4 separate regions of the Mus musculus genome follow, and regions 2, 3 and 4 are each linked to region 1. Evidence: chromatin contacts called from public HiChIP or PLAC-seq and promoter capture Hi-C data. All regions are on one chromosome and are shown on one strand. Each heading gives the region's core, a stretch centred on a gene start, on an enhancer-like site or on the middle of the called end of the contact. The rest is flanking DNA. Distances are from core to core; before and after follow the strand shown.

The links. HiChIP or PLAC-seq counts read pairs in DNA pulled down with a chosen protein or histone mark. Capture Hi-C pulls out chosen DNA fragments and counts their contacts.
Region 2: a promoter capture Hi-C map of adipose tissue shows a contact between it and region 1. The contact joins two enhancer-like sites. A contact is called at or near these places in 2 of 9 other capture datasets (adipose tissue and pancreatic islet).
Region 3: a contact with region 1 is called in an H3K27ac HiChIP or PLAC-seq map of heart atrium, with 6 read pairs. The contact joins two enhancer-like sites. A contact is called at or near these places in 4 of 484 Hi-C or Micro-C datasets (the HL-1 cell line, mammary gland, muscle stem cells and 1 more) and 4 of 115 datasets of contacts at active chromatin or transcription factors (CD8 T cells, extraembryonic endoderm stem cells, heart atrium and 1 more).
Region 4: an H3K4me3 HiChIP or PLAC-seq map of bone marrow-derived macrophages shows a contact between it and region 1, with 5 times the contacts expected there. The contact joins two enhancer-like sites. A contact is called at or near these places in 1 of 484 Hi-C or Micro-C datasets (bone marrow-derived macrophages) and 7 of 115 datasets of contacts at active chromatin or transcription factors (CD8 T cells, bone marrow-derived macrophages, embryonic midbrain and 3 more).

What each region holds. Positions count from the first base shown.
Region 1 is chr6:31,282,650-31,285,891 of GRCm38.p6, reverse strand. The region is part of intron 2 of 2210408F21Rik (RIKEN cDNA 2210408F21 gene); the gene reads right to left. Among named protein-coding and RNA genes, the nearest start is that of Gm38782, 41 kb to the right of the region's middle. Within about 2 kb of position 1,256, at least 87 of the 459 cell types and tissues checked have an H3K27ac peak or open chromatin away from gene starts, as enhancers often do. A contact at or near this core is called in adipose tissue, bone marrow-derived macrophages, heart atrium and 1 more, where this site is marked.
Region 2 is chr6:31,478,812-31,481,982 of GRCm38.p6, reverse strand. All of the region lies in intron 12 of Mkln1 (muskelin 1, intracellular mediator containing kelch motifs), which reads right to left. Among named protein-coding and RNA genes, the nearest start is that of Mkln1, 82 kb to the right of the region's middle. Within about 2 kb of position 1,727, at least 26 of the 459 cell types and tissues checked have an H3K27ac peak or open chromatin away from gene starts, as enhancers often do. A contact at or near this core is called in adipose tissue, where this site is marked.
Region 3 is chr6:31,074,354-31,077,943 of GRCm38.p6, reverse strand. No RefSeq gene overlaps it. Among named protein-coding and RNA genes, the nearest start is that of Mir29b-1, 13 kb to the right of the region's middle. Within about 2 kb of position 2,098, at least 145 of the 459 cell types and tissues checked have an H3K27ac peak or open chromatin away from gene starts, as enhancers often do. A contact at or near this core is called in heart atrium and muscle stem cells, where this site is marked.
Region 4 is chr6:31,413,991-31,417,212 of GRCm38.p6, reverse strand. The region is part of intron 1 of Mkln1 (muskelin 1, intracellular mediator containing kelch motifs); the gene reads right to left. Among named protein-coding and RNA genes, the nearest start is that of Mkln1, 17 kb to the right of the region's middle. Within about 2 kb of position 1,327, at least 5 of the 459 cell types and tissues checked have an H3K27ac peak or open chromatin away from gene starts, as enhancers often do. A contact at or near this core is called in bone marrow-derived macrophages, where this site is marked.

The DNA of each region.
Region 1 (3,242 bases), core at 7-2,506:
GGATAGAACGCTTGCCCTAGTTTGCACAAAGGCCAAGACTAGAACCCCATGACCGCATAAAACTGGGCATGCTGGCATAGGCCTGTAATCTCAGCACTTTGGAGGTAAAAGCAGGGAAGACAGAAGTCAAGGGTATCTTTGGTTACACAGGAAATATGAGACCAGCCTGGGCTACATGAAAATTTATCTCAATTTTGGAAAAAAAAAAAAAGCAAAAAGATAAATAAATAAAAAATAAAATTAAAAAAAAAGGAAAGGGGGTTAAAAAAAAAAAGGAGTGGTTGATGCAGATCCAAGACAGCACTGAGCACGTATACAGGGAACAATTAAAAGCCTCTTAGCCACTTCCTCCTCAATGGTTGTTCCTCCTTAATGCTACAGGCCCGAATGATCAAGCAACGTTACATTTCCCAGCCTCCAATCTCTAATACTAATTTAACAAACGCACGCTGTATGTCTCAGTAAGGATGGGGCGCCACTCGTACTTCTGCCTGCTTGGAGTTCCCCGAGTGTATTGTGCTGTTTCACGCCTCCCTAACTCTGCACACAATGTTCCTTCTGCCTGGAACACTCTTAGCCCTCTTCTCTTACTGGCTAACGCCTACTCACTGATCAGAGCCGAGCTCAAGGATACTGCCTCTTGGAAGACGTCCCCAGGAGCACCACCACCTCCTCGCCCTCAACCTCCGGCCACATGCTCGGTCTCAGCACTCATTCTGCCAGCCTAACAATTAAAGCGGAAAAACCGTTTCTATGGTGCTCGGCACTTACTGTGTGCCGACACCGTCGTACAGAATCCTCTGGTTGAAAGCGTCCACATTCCTGTGCCATGCCGTTTTTCCTCAAGGCAAGCACAGATTCAGAAGTAGATGCTGTGACTTCCTCCCACCTGTTGAGCAAAGAAGATGCACGGTGATTTATCATATATACTGTATACCCACTGAGGGCACCTACTTTATCTTCTCATTCTTGCGGTACCCGGAACAGACTCGGAACAGGCAGCAAGAGGAACAGCAGCAAAGAGCAAACAATAACACAGCCCAGAACACATCTCACACAGTGTTCACAGCTCTCCCCGGGGCCAAAACCGGGCAGTAACTTTCTGAGGTAGCTGTTATAGGTGCCACATATCAGGAACGGAAGGCGTCAAGAATTCTCTGGTAACTTTCCCAAGGTTGCACAGCTAGTGTGCGATAGAGCCAGTTCCAGAGGCTGTGTTTACAACCACAGGAGGAAAGGAAGGCTGCAGTGACTCAGCAGAAATCCATTTCCATCCTCAAAGAGGAAGTCAAAGAATGAAACTCTGAGGCTAAGAGTGGTCCAACGGGCATGGCTGCATACTCGGGCTTAATCGTCAACAGGCTCGTGTCACGTGGGCTCGAAGGTGCTCAGTGTAGAGAGGTGGGTTGCTCTGATGGGACCTCCAATGGTTTTCCTGTTAACATGTTTACTCAGCATGATGCCTAACAGCCCACATGCTGCAACGGGAGAGGGTGGTTTGTTTAAGACCTCCCTGACAGCAGACAAAACCTTATGGCATAATCCCTAGGCAGGCCTATTCCATCGGATTCTTTACCAACGAGCATCTGGAAGACGATCTTGGAACTGTCTAAGAGGCTGCTGAACCTGGCTAGGCACTTTTTGTAAAATCACCATGGCCAGCTGCTCGCTGAAGCGTTGGCAAGTCCCCACGGGGCCTCCCAGACACTGTACCTCGCAGTGAGACAGACAAAAGCAGGGACACACTGTGATTGGACCACAGCTGTCTCATCTCAGCACAGGCCTGTGCTGCTGAAAAGACAACAACAGAGACGCAGCATGGAATTTTGCTTCTGGGACAATCAGGAGCTTGGCAAACATAGGTTATATGCATCCAAGACAGCTACAGATGTGGCCTACAACATTGTAGATGCTGATGTTGATGTTGCAATGTCAAGAGGTTGGAAACCCCTGCAGGTAATGGTTGGAAACCCCTGCAGGTAATCTTCCCCTTAAAACTGGAGCCTCTCTAATGGTTTAAAGGGCCGAACAGTGGCCAAGAGGACCTCCCATAGGCTTCTAGTTATTAGTACGAAACACAACAGAAGCCAGTAAGATCTCCGAACACCAAGTATCTTCATGCTCCCATGTACCAGCCCAAGGCTTGCCTCCTGCTGAGGATTTCTCCCAAAGACAATGATGGCCTGGCTGGAAAACTTTAGAAACATCCATTTGATCTGTATTCATTTTCAGGGCACAGGGTAGAGTTTATAGCATTTTACCTTCCCATTAAAATAGCTCAACTGTGTTTACAGCCTATTTTATCCAGATTGCAGATTAACAATTTAAAGTCTTCTGCTTAGCAAATCTATTTTCTCAACTGACCATAAACTCCCTGAGGGTTGAGAACATAATCTTTCTCCTTTGGAGTCCTCTGTTCAGACAATATGGCACAGTACTTGGTGGAGGTCAGAGGGACAGAGGACAAAGTATTTGGAGGAACCCCCCTAACACCTGCCCGTGCTCCGTGGCCGTCTTCAGGAGCACTTAAGTCTGAGATGCCATTTCCTCATCCTTAGATCCCTCTCTGGCCTCCCTACTTGTTGAGAAGATCAAATAAGATAATGCATGTGAAAGTATTGTGTAATCCAAGAACTGCCAGTGGCTGAAACGTAAGGAATCCTCAGAGACGCACTTAGTAAGTATCTGATCGATTTTTAATGATAAGGTATTGTCTTCTCTCTTCTCTTCAACCAGCCCCTTTAAGGATTTTATTTCCTGGAATTTAATTTTATTTGAGTAGTAAAGCCGCTTCATGTCTTCCTGATAGTGTGTGTTTCACCCCATGGTCACCTTAAAATTTGATTGTAATCTAAGCAACCCAACCCCCAAAAGTCACCAAGCACACTAGCATGTCAATCACCCAGGACTCGTGGGGACAAATACGTTCAGACCCCACTTCTATTTCAGAAGCTTTCTTGTGCTGCTATCAACCTGTGAAAATTGTACCCTACGGAGGGATTATGCATATTTTTGTGTCAAGGCACACTCTGTGGATACAGAAGTCCTAAGCCCGTATCACCGCTCCCTAAGCCCGGGCCAGCAGAGAATGTGAGAAATTTCACAGAGGCGACACTACAATTCGACCTCTTAGAACACACCATTTATTTATAGTCCTTGTTCTGTATTTATTCTTAGCAAAGACAGCATGCTTGTTTATAACAGAGTTCTATAGGATACATTAGAAATCTCTCAAACATGGA
Region 2 (3,171 bases), core at 478-2,977, 200 kb before region 1:
TTTGAGCAATGAAATTCTTAGGATCATTGTAAAAATCAGCCACTTTGAAAATGCATACTTAACAGAGATATCCTCAAAAGAAATCCAACCTAGACCCAGAAATGAAACCTTACAATAACTTATTCAGGAGGAAGAAAAATCATTGTTTGGTGGTTCTAATTCTCTCCTCCTCATTTCCAGTCGTAAACATTCCCTCCTCAGAGATGCTTTCCCAAACTACAGTGTATTAAGGGTGCCTCTCTCATGCTACACATTAGCAAAGCATACAACTTCTTTTCTTCACAGCACTAAGGATGCAACTGCAGCCAGTCTTCACTGGAATACGAACTTTTTGAGTTAGCTTAATCCCTGGGGTCCTCATGTAGATCCTTAGTGCTTAAAACAATCTTTGGAAAATGGAAGTCAATGAACTATTTGAAGAGAGGGGGTCTAATAAACCTTAAATGCTAGTAAACAATCAACAAATGCTGCTAATTTTTTTTTTCGAGACAGGGTTTCTCTGTGTAGCCCTGGCTGTCCTGGAACTCACTTTGTAGACCAGGTTGACCTCGAACTCAGAAATTCGCCTGCCTCTGCCTCCCGAGTGCTAGACCACGCCCGGCAAATGCTGTTAAATTAATGAATGGATTTGCATGCTTTGTGTGGTTAATTCCCTGTAAACCAATTAAAAATTAATACACAGCAAACATGTAATTTTAATTTTGGAAGAACTGACAAATGCAATAACTAGTGAATGAGACAACTTGCCTTTCTATTACTTTAAGTTCATAGCAATAAAACTATGATAAAGGAAAAATCATCACCAAAAGAAACCTATGTAAAATTTAAAATGTCAGAAAACAAAACTGGATACAATCACCCTTTTTAAAGATTAGGAAGTGATACATCAAAATGTTAATAGATTATCTCTGAATAGTTGGATTGTTTTGTATCATTCTGGGTTTTGTTGTTGTTATTGTTTTAGAATCTCAACCATGAGATTATTACCTTTGTAGTTACAACAAAAAAGGCACAAGAGAAGTGTCACAATGGTAGTCATAACTGATTAAAGATAACAATGTTGCAAATGACTATATAATTGTTACAAATTTAAATGTTTTCAGATTATAACCATTAAATTTATTACAATAAAAATTTTTTAAGTAGCTTTGTTTCCACTATTATTACTCTGTGAGACTTTTGTTCAGTTTTGGGAAGTGGTGCAGTGCAGTGAAATCTTTAGTCTTGGCTCTATCACCATGTAGTTGAATTATGTTCAATTATTATCAGGATCTTACCATCAATAAAAGATAATCTAGCATACAGTAAGGTCGAAATAACTACAGCTGCTGCGGCTGGCATGAAGCTTAGGCCCTGAGCACATGCATGGATACAATCAATTAATAAATCTTTAAAAGCCTACTTTGATCTAGAACCCCTGTGCCACACTGGTGCTCACTGGGCCACATCTTGGAAATCCCCCTTTGTTTTTCTATGTTGGATTTTCTTCTTTTTTTTTTTTTTTTAAAGCTTCTGTGTTTTCTCTTTTGATACTTATTGTTTTGTTAGTATATAAAGTATCTTTCTAAAAAAATAGTACATAAAAGTTCTATCAGTTTCCTATCTTGAGATAACTGCTATTTCCAACCCTTTTTGCTTCATACCCGAAACACATGCTTCCCCAGACTCTCTAGTGAACCCTGGTTTCACAGTTCTAGCCAATGAAATCTAAGCAGAATCCCACTGGGAGTTGTCAGGACAAATTTTGCAATCCCTGCCGGCCACCTTTGGAAGGAAAGGCATGTTTGAACTTGTCTCCAGATAGCTACCACTTTTACTAAAGACAGTGCAGCACAGGAGGGAACCTGGGGGCTGAATCACTGCATCAGCGCTCATGGTCTACTCTGGACTTCTTGTGCTTAGAGAGATGATTCTGCAACTGTTTAAACTGCTAAGAGGTAGGTCTAGAGCGTAAACATGGATTTACCCAGTAGATCTAAAAATAACTTCCCTTTTTTCTTCACCATTTTGGCTACAAAAGTATCTCCAGTTTAGTAACTTTTCCAAGAATTTTCTTTATCTTGTAGTATCTAATGGCACTGAGAGTTTCTATGTCCTTCTAAGTCCTGTTTCCTTGAGTGCAACTCATTTTGTTCTAGGAGAGTTTAGGAGGTCCTCTTTCTAACAGAATACAAAAATGCACCTTAATACACAATGATCTGCCTTGATGATCTGGCAAGGAGACCTTTTGGTTTTCTGAAATTTAACTTCATTTTATTTTATTTTATTTGTAGAGGGCCATTTACAATCTGAAGATCAGTGTTTTGGGTCTGCAGAAATTTTCAAATATTTATTTCCACATCTTCCATTTACTTTGTTCTTTACGGTTGGGAAAACTCTAGGGTTGCAGGTCTGTAGCCCTGGCCAATGAATCAGAGACTAGGTTGTAAGACTGTCCATTTTACTGGTAGTCACAAAGAACAGAACACAGCAAACAAACCTCTAGCCTGAACTCCAGTAAGGAGGGTATGAGTACAGATCCTGAGAGCCAAATGACTCTACATTTTCTCCTTTAGTGTTACGTTTTAAAGAAAATAACTTTTCTTCTTTGAGATTTTTATTTCAATTGTGTGTGAGTAGATAGGCTACTTGTCATACATTATGTCTGCAAGAAGTCAGAGGGTAACTTCTAGGACACAGTTCTCCTTCCATCATAAGATCCCAGGATAGAACTCAGACCACCTGGTGTGCATCACAAGGACTTTATCCACCGAGCCATCTCACCAGACCAGTCTTTTTCCTCTTCTATGTAAACAACTTTAATTAAAAGAGGGTTACTCTAACATAGTGCCCATAAATGACAACAACAACATATGTATTTGTGTGTGTGGATATAGATGTGTGTGTGTTGGGGGGGGTGTTAAGGTGTGGGGTGGTAAGTGTTTGTGGGGGTTAAGGTGGGGTGGTAAGGTGTGTGTGTGTGTGTGTGTGTGTGTGCGCGCGTGCAAATACATGTGCTTGTTGGTGCCTGTGGAGGCTAGAGGTCAACACAGGGATGTTTTCTTCTATTGTTCTCTCCCTTACGATTATCTGAGACAGGATCCCACTGAGGCAGCTAGACTGCTGAGCAAGCTCCGATGATCTGGCTGCTTCACTCCCCCAGCACAGGTGTTCCAGACACCCATCACCATG
Region 3 (3,590 bases), core at 849-3,348, 210 kb after region 1:
GTTACGATTGTGCAATAGAGAATATCTTTTGAAGCTGCGGGAGGGGGTCAGAGCAGCGTGTTCACAGAGCCTGCTTCTCTAAACACTCTCCCTGCATAGGACCTTTCTTAACTGACTATCGAATGGTTTCTGAGCCAGCATAGAGTGGAGAGCTGGGTCTCCAGAGAGCGGCCATTACCAGTTTGTAGTTAAGCTAAGCATCTCTATTTGGTAGGGACTTTCATTTTAGAGATTTCCTGAGGTGCTGCTCTAAAGCACTTGTCTTAACCACAGTTTTTAAACAGTGCCTTTGTTCTAATGTCCAAGGTGAGAATAGTTTTTCAGTATCCAATGAGAAGGGGCGGTGAGCAGCCCTGCACCAGGTTGTAACTGGGAGGCTGTGCTGAGCTTGCGTCTGGGGCCACAGCCAGACAAGGGGAAGTTTGAGGAGTTGGGGGTATTTTTAGCCGATCAGGCCTGCTGTGAAACTGATTCCTCCCCCTCCTTTAGTTCCAATGAGAGTGCTCTTCACTCGAATGTGTGCTATCTACCGTTTCAGACACACGAAAGGAGTGTGCGTTGTTAAGGTGAGGGGGAAGCAGTGCACACACCCACATGTGTGGGCGTGGCGTCCAGCATCCCTCCATTCTGCCAAGTTGTGGTGTGACCAGATGCCCTTTTGCAGAGCTGTGGTTTACCCCACAAACCCTCTGAGCTGGAGGACTCCTGTTTCCATTGGTCCCTTCCCATTCATTCCTCTTGTCTGCTGTGAGGCCCTGACATGGGAATGATGGGCCTGCTCAATACTTTGGGTGCACTGATTGAACCAACAAGGAGCGTTAATTAAAACTTTATTCGAGTACAAGTACAACCTCTTAGGTGATTTATGTGGGCTCTCCCTGGGACCTGTGGGCAGTCTCTGGAGTCACTTGCGATGGTGAGAGGGTTCTTGCAAGTAACCAGAAAGCATAAATTCCCACCCTAGGGTTTTACTACCCTTTTTTATTTGCAGAGTGGTTGGCCCTGCCGGCCTTCTGGCGACCCCGGCCTGTGGTACTGTAGAGAGTGGTGCTGGAACAGGACCAGGAAGCTCTAAGCCCTGCCTCTCTCCTGACTGCCCACCTCTCCCCACAGGTGGGATTCACAGCCCCGCTGCCTCCAGACTAAGCTCTGAGCACATCCGAGTCACACACACATGATCTTTTTGGTTGTTCCCCCTCTGTGACGTGCTAGAAGCCCTCCAAGGTGCACATAGATCTGGTTGTGTGTGTGAAAGGCCTGCATGCTGATTGGCCTTTCTAGAAAGGCTAAGTCACGGATGCCTGTCCCAGGCCTGGAGTTCAGTTACTGTCCTCTCCCTCTCCAGACCGTTGCCAAGTGACAGATACCAAAATAACTAGAATGTTCTCTTAAGAGATCCAGACCATGAGAGGACAATGCTGGGGAGGCGGGGGGGGGGGGGTGCTGGGACTGGGGAGCCCAGGTAGGGTATTAAGTCCTTCCTTTTTCTCCTCCTCCTCTACATGAAGAAGGAAGGCATCCTTCATCACAGGGGGGGGGAGGGGGAGAAGGGGCCACCCTGGGTCCAAGTTATTGCATAGGAGGCAGCCTCTCGACGGTGGTGAGGAATAGAGGTGGGCTTGAAAAGTTGGCTTCACCCACCTGAATGTTGTGCCCTGAGCCAAAAGGGGTGGAGTCAGACCCAGCCTCTACCTGCTTGCCTCTCCTGGAGGTGACCTCTCATTGGAACTCCCTGTGAGCCTCTATTGTTTCCTGCTTTGGGGGATTTCCTACAGGCCTAGCCCTGCTGTTGCTGCTGCTGCTGCTCAGACTCCTCACCCCAGACCCACTGACTGCCCAGGGATTCTGCTGGGTTTTCAGTAGGAGAGAAGTGTTTGTGTAGTGAGCTTGTATATCCTCTCTGGCATTGGAGCTGATGGAGTTCTGCCCTTTAGTGGGTGGGAGCACCATTCCCTCCAGTTTAGATGGCTCTGGTTTTCCACAGCATTGGCTGTATGAGGCCGCCACCTGGTGGCCAGCACGAAGCAACGTGTAACTCGCTTCGTGCTCTGTGAAGGGATGCTTTAGCAGTGACCTCTGACACACTCACTCTACACACATCGGTCCAGCCTACATACTTAGCATTTCTGCTTTGTCATATACATAATCAGCATTCTCGCCTCTTCGACTTGGGAGTCACTTTCCATGCCCCCTCCTACATTGCTCCAGGCACATGGGCTCTTTCCTGGCTCCCAGGGTTACAGGCTCTCGTCCAGCTCCCGGGAGAGCTGCCAGGCCCCTCTGCCCTACAGTGCTCTCCCTCCCACCTACCTGGCTGATGACCACACCTCTGAAAGTCATCTCAGGTACCACCTCCCCTTGCCCCGGCTTCCCTCTCAGCAGGCCTGGCTCACTTCCCTCAGCATGCCTCAGCTCCTTTTTTGGAAGAAAAAGAAAGAAACAGAAAGCCAAAAGGCTGGAAGGAGAATAGGGAGGGGGGAAACTTGAGAGGATTTAACAACTGTATTATAATCAGATGTTTTTCTTCTCCACAAGCTAACTTGAAAGTAGAGACTGCCTTTTGTCTCTGGGCCCCTATGTAATAGGATCGCCCTGGCATCTGACCATTGCTCACTGGCTATGGGGAGGCATAAAGGGAAGAGGTCTCCTTTGAAGCAAACTTAGGGGGTGCTCATGGCGCTGAGAGACTGGCTGGGAGTGGGGGTGGGTTGCTGAAGCTATCTGAAGAGCTGCACTCCCAAACCTCTTCACCACAGCATTGCACAGGAGGTGTCTATTTTCCCCCCACTACTGGAAGGCTCCTCTGTTTGAAACTTCTCCTTGTTCAAACCCCTTCAGTGACTCTTGAGACCTACCTGTGGTCTCTACCCAGACTTGAAGGCTTAGTAGCAACTGGGTGGTGGTGCGCGCATTTGATTCGCTCTGCAGCAGAAGCACTTGCTGGGGGTTCTGGACGGGTTCAGTTGAACTGCTCTGAGGATAAGGCCTCATGTGGCTCCACCACAGGACCCATCAGTAGAGTTTGGGGCACACAGTAGGGAGACATTCGGGAGAGTGACAACAAAGAAGAGAGTGTCACAAGGCAGCTTATGATTGATGGCTAAGGGAATGTGGTGGCAGTTAAACAAAATACCTATAGAAGGTGCCTATAAAAGATGCCTTTCTCCTATAAAGGGCCTCACTCCAGACCCATCCTGCAGCCTGTCCCCCTCACACAGCTGTCGCACTTCACACCTGGTAAAGGTTTAACCTTCGTAAAAAGATTTTGGACTCCAAGCTTCGGATAGACTGCAGCTGATGGCATGTGTACTTTAGTCCGCCCTTCCCACCCATCTCCCTTCCTCGTCGAACCGGTTCCTTACATTTTTATATAAACAGCCCCAAGGCCACAGTAAAGCCTCCAGCTACTTCCTCTGAGCCTCACTCTCCTCGTTAAGCATGCCACCTTTCTGGGGCTGCCCTCTAACTGTGACCTGCCTCCACGAGGGACCCTGCCCTCTCTCTGTAGCCCAAGCACTTGACACAATGTCTGGCACACACTATGGACATGAAAGGAAAAAAAAAATCCAGGGAAGATCAGTTGATTTGAC
Region 4 (3,222 bases), core at 78-2,577, 130 kb before region 1:
CTTGATTTGTGATTTGAAAGTAGAGGGGGAATACTCGGGGTTGGAGGTTTAAGTGGGGCAGGCATAGTGGGTGGATGGAGAAGAGACAAGCACCATCAAAACTAAGGATGTATTAAAGATCCTCCACTACTTTGTGAGCTATTAAAAAGAAGGTAAAGGTATTTGAACACAGTTCCCTGTGTGGGTGAGCAATAATTTCCTCAGAAGACATGGGTTATTAAATGAAAATCTTAGTAGCAGGAGTGGGATACTTCCTTATAAGTTATACATCAAAAATGTCCCATATGCCCCCTCAAACAATATTGCCACTGCTCTTCATGCCCACAAGAACTAGATCCACTGCTCCTCAGCACACATTCTGATTGTAGGGCATACAGAAATCCAACCGGAATTGACCTGAAAAACTTCCTCACAGACAGCTAATGTCCGTAATGCTGAAAGGTGCTACACAGGCAGGTAGGCAAGGCAAGTCATCAATGGGATGACCCAGCAATGAATCCTGGACATGACAATACTAACGCACTAGGTAAGAAGTGCCCACCACTTCTTACAGTGATGGAGTACAGTGATGGAGTGAAGATTATGGAATAACCAACCACTTTCTGGTTGGCTCTAAGCCCTGACTGGCACTGTAAACCTGGTCAAAAATCCAGGGATCTGGAGGTCACAGGCCATGGGGGTGGCTGTGAGGGGTGGGGCAACCCATACCAAAATGCCTTCTAGATATTGGCTTATGCCCACAGATGAGTGTTGCTCTCAACCCTGACCAGAGAAGCTGATTCTATAGGAAGCAACAATTAATTCAAAGATTCATAACTAGGTCAAAGTACTGAGAAAAAGTGACTGTCAAGTATTCAAGTGGGACAACTATTCCCCTCTCTGCCAAGCTCCAGCAACACAGTAAAGAAAGGGTAGAAAGAATGTACAAGTTGAAGGATGGGGTGGAAACCTGTGAAATGCAGTCTGCTGGGCATGACATGGCTGCTACACCCATGAACTCACTGCAATGATGATTACCTGATTATCTGCACAGAATCAAGCACATCAGTCCATATTCTAGTTGGTACTACTACCTGGACTCAGTAAGGGTTTCGTTGTTGTTGTTGTTGTTTTGTTTTGTTTCTTTAAAAAGGAGAAGGTATAAAGATGGGAAGAGAACATGTTGGGAGCATGTTGGCATGTTGGGGTGTGTAAGATCAATGCACACAGGTATGAAACTACCAAAGAATCAATATCATTTTTGGTTCGGGGAACTTCCCAAGATGAGCAGTGGTAAAGTAGACGCCTGACTGTTTTGATCTTGTCACATATCCTGCATACCAAGACTGAGCTCATTCAGGAAGGATAAGGAGAGTTCTCTGTCACCCTCACTTCCTTCCCTACCCTTCTGCCATGGGATGCTTCCCACAAAAGATCTTTTTCCCAGATGTTAATTCCTGAATCTTGAATAGCTCAGCTTCTAAAACTGTAATCCAATACATTTCCTATTACAAACCACCTAATCTATGGCCCTCTGGTACAGTCAAACAAGAAAGGAATAAAATATATTCTGAAAATCAGTGTCAATACCACTCATAAGCAGTTTACTATTATTTAAAGCTAGAGTTAGATTAGTTATAAACGTATTTAACAAACTTTAGGCTAAGCAGTGTGATGGTTTGGATGAGAAAATCTAAATCTACCGTCTCGGGCATTTCAGCCCAGCCCCAGTGGACGGCACTATTTGAGGCAGTTTAGGTGGTGCAGCCTTCCTGGGGGAAGTGTGTCACTGGAGGACGGCTATGAGAATAAAAAGCCTTGCCTGCTTCTAGTTGCTCTCCCAGTTTCAAGCTTACAGTTCAAGGTATGAGTTTTCAGCTTCCTGTCCCTGCCACCTGCTTCCAGGCAGTCCCAGCCATTGTGGACTCTAGCCCTCTAGACGTGTACAAAATATACTCTTGTATTAACACAAGCACTAAAGAGTTTAAGAGAAATGCAATTAATATGTAAAAGAAAATAAAGTCACACTGGAGGCTCATTTCAAATCAGAGATAGAAAAAAAAAAGATGCAAGAAACAAGTGTATGAAATGGAAAACAGTTTTACATATGGCAGATATCAATCCAATTATATCAATAATCAGTTTGTAAGTAAATGGCTGAAATAAACCAACTTAAAGAGAATATTGGAATGGATGAGAAAAACAACTGCTCAAATACATCACCTATGAGAAACCCACATAAAAATAAAGGACATGGGGAGCAGGGCAGGGAGAGGGTATAGGGGACTTTCGGGATAGCATTTGAAATGTAAATGAAGAAAATATCTAATGAAAAATCGAAAAAAAATGAAATAAATAAATAAATAAATAAAGGACATGTGAATGTGAAAAAAAAACAGATGAAGATGCAGCATGTTTTAAATAGAAGGCAGACCAGCCAGATCCAAATCAGGCTTACTTAAGAAGGGGAAATCATTAGGGACAGAGGGGCATTGATGAAATGTGTCAATTCCTCAAGAAGACACAACTCTTAATGTGACTGTACCAAACAAAAAAAAGTGTCAAAATACTTGAGGAAAAAATTGTCAGAATTGCAAGAAGCACTATTATAATTGCAGATTCCCAGCCTCTCACTTTGAGCAACTGACAGATTCAGGAGGCAGAAACTCAGAACACCAATGAGCTAAAAAGCACTATCAATCAACTGGATGTAACTGACATACACAGAACACTCACCAACAGCAAAGAGCATTCTCCTCAACTCACACAGGAGCACTCACTACCACAGGAAAACGTGTCAGTAACAGGAACAGCTCACAGACCTCAATGGGATTAAATTAGAATCATTCATACAAGACAGTTAGAAAAATCTTAAAATAGTTAGCATATACAACACAGTTCCATATAATACACAAATCAAGGAAGCCTCAGGGTAAACACAGAAATAAATCGAACTAGACTAATTTTTTTTTAAAAAGAACGAAACTTACGGAAACGGTGCAATACCATAAAAATAACACTTAGCAGACGTGTTAAATACGTACAAGGAAATTAGGAAAATTGTAAAATCAATCACCTAAGCTTCCACCCTAAGGAGCTAGGACAAAAAAAGAAATGTAACCATGAATATCACAATAAATAAAAAGTAAAGCAAAAATTACAGTAGAAATCAAACTAAAAATGAGAACTAGGAAAAAGAATGAAGCCAGAGATTGAGTCCTTAAAAACAAAACAAACAAACAA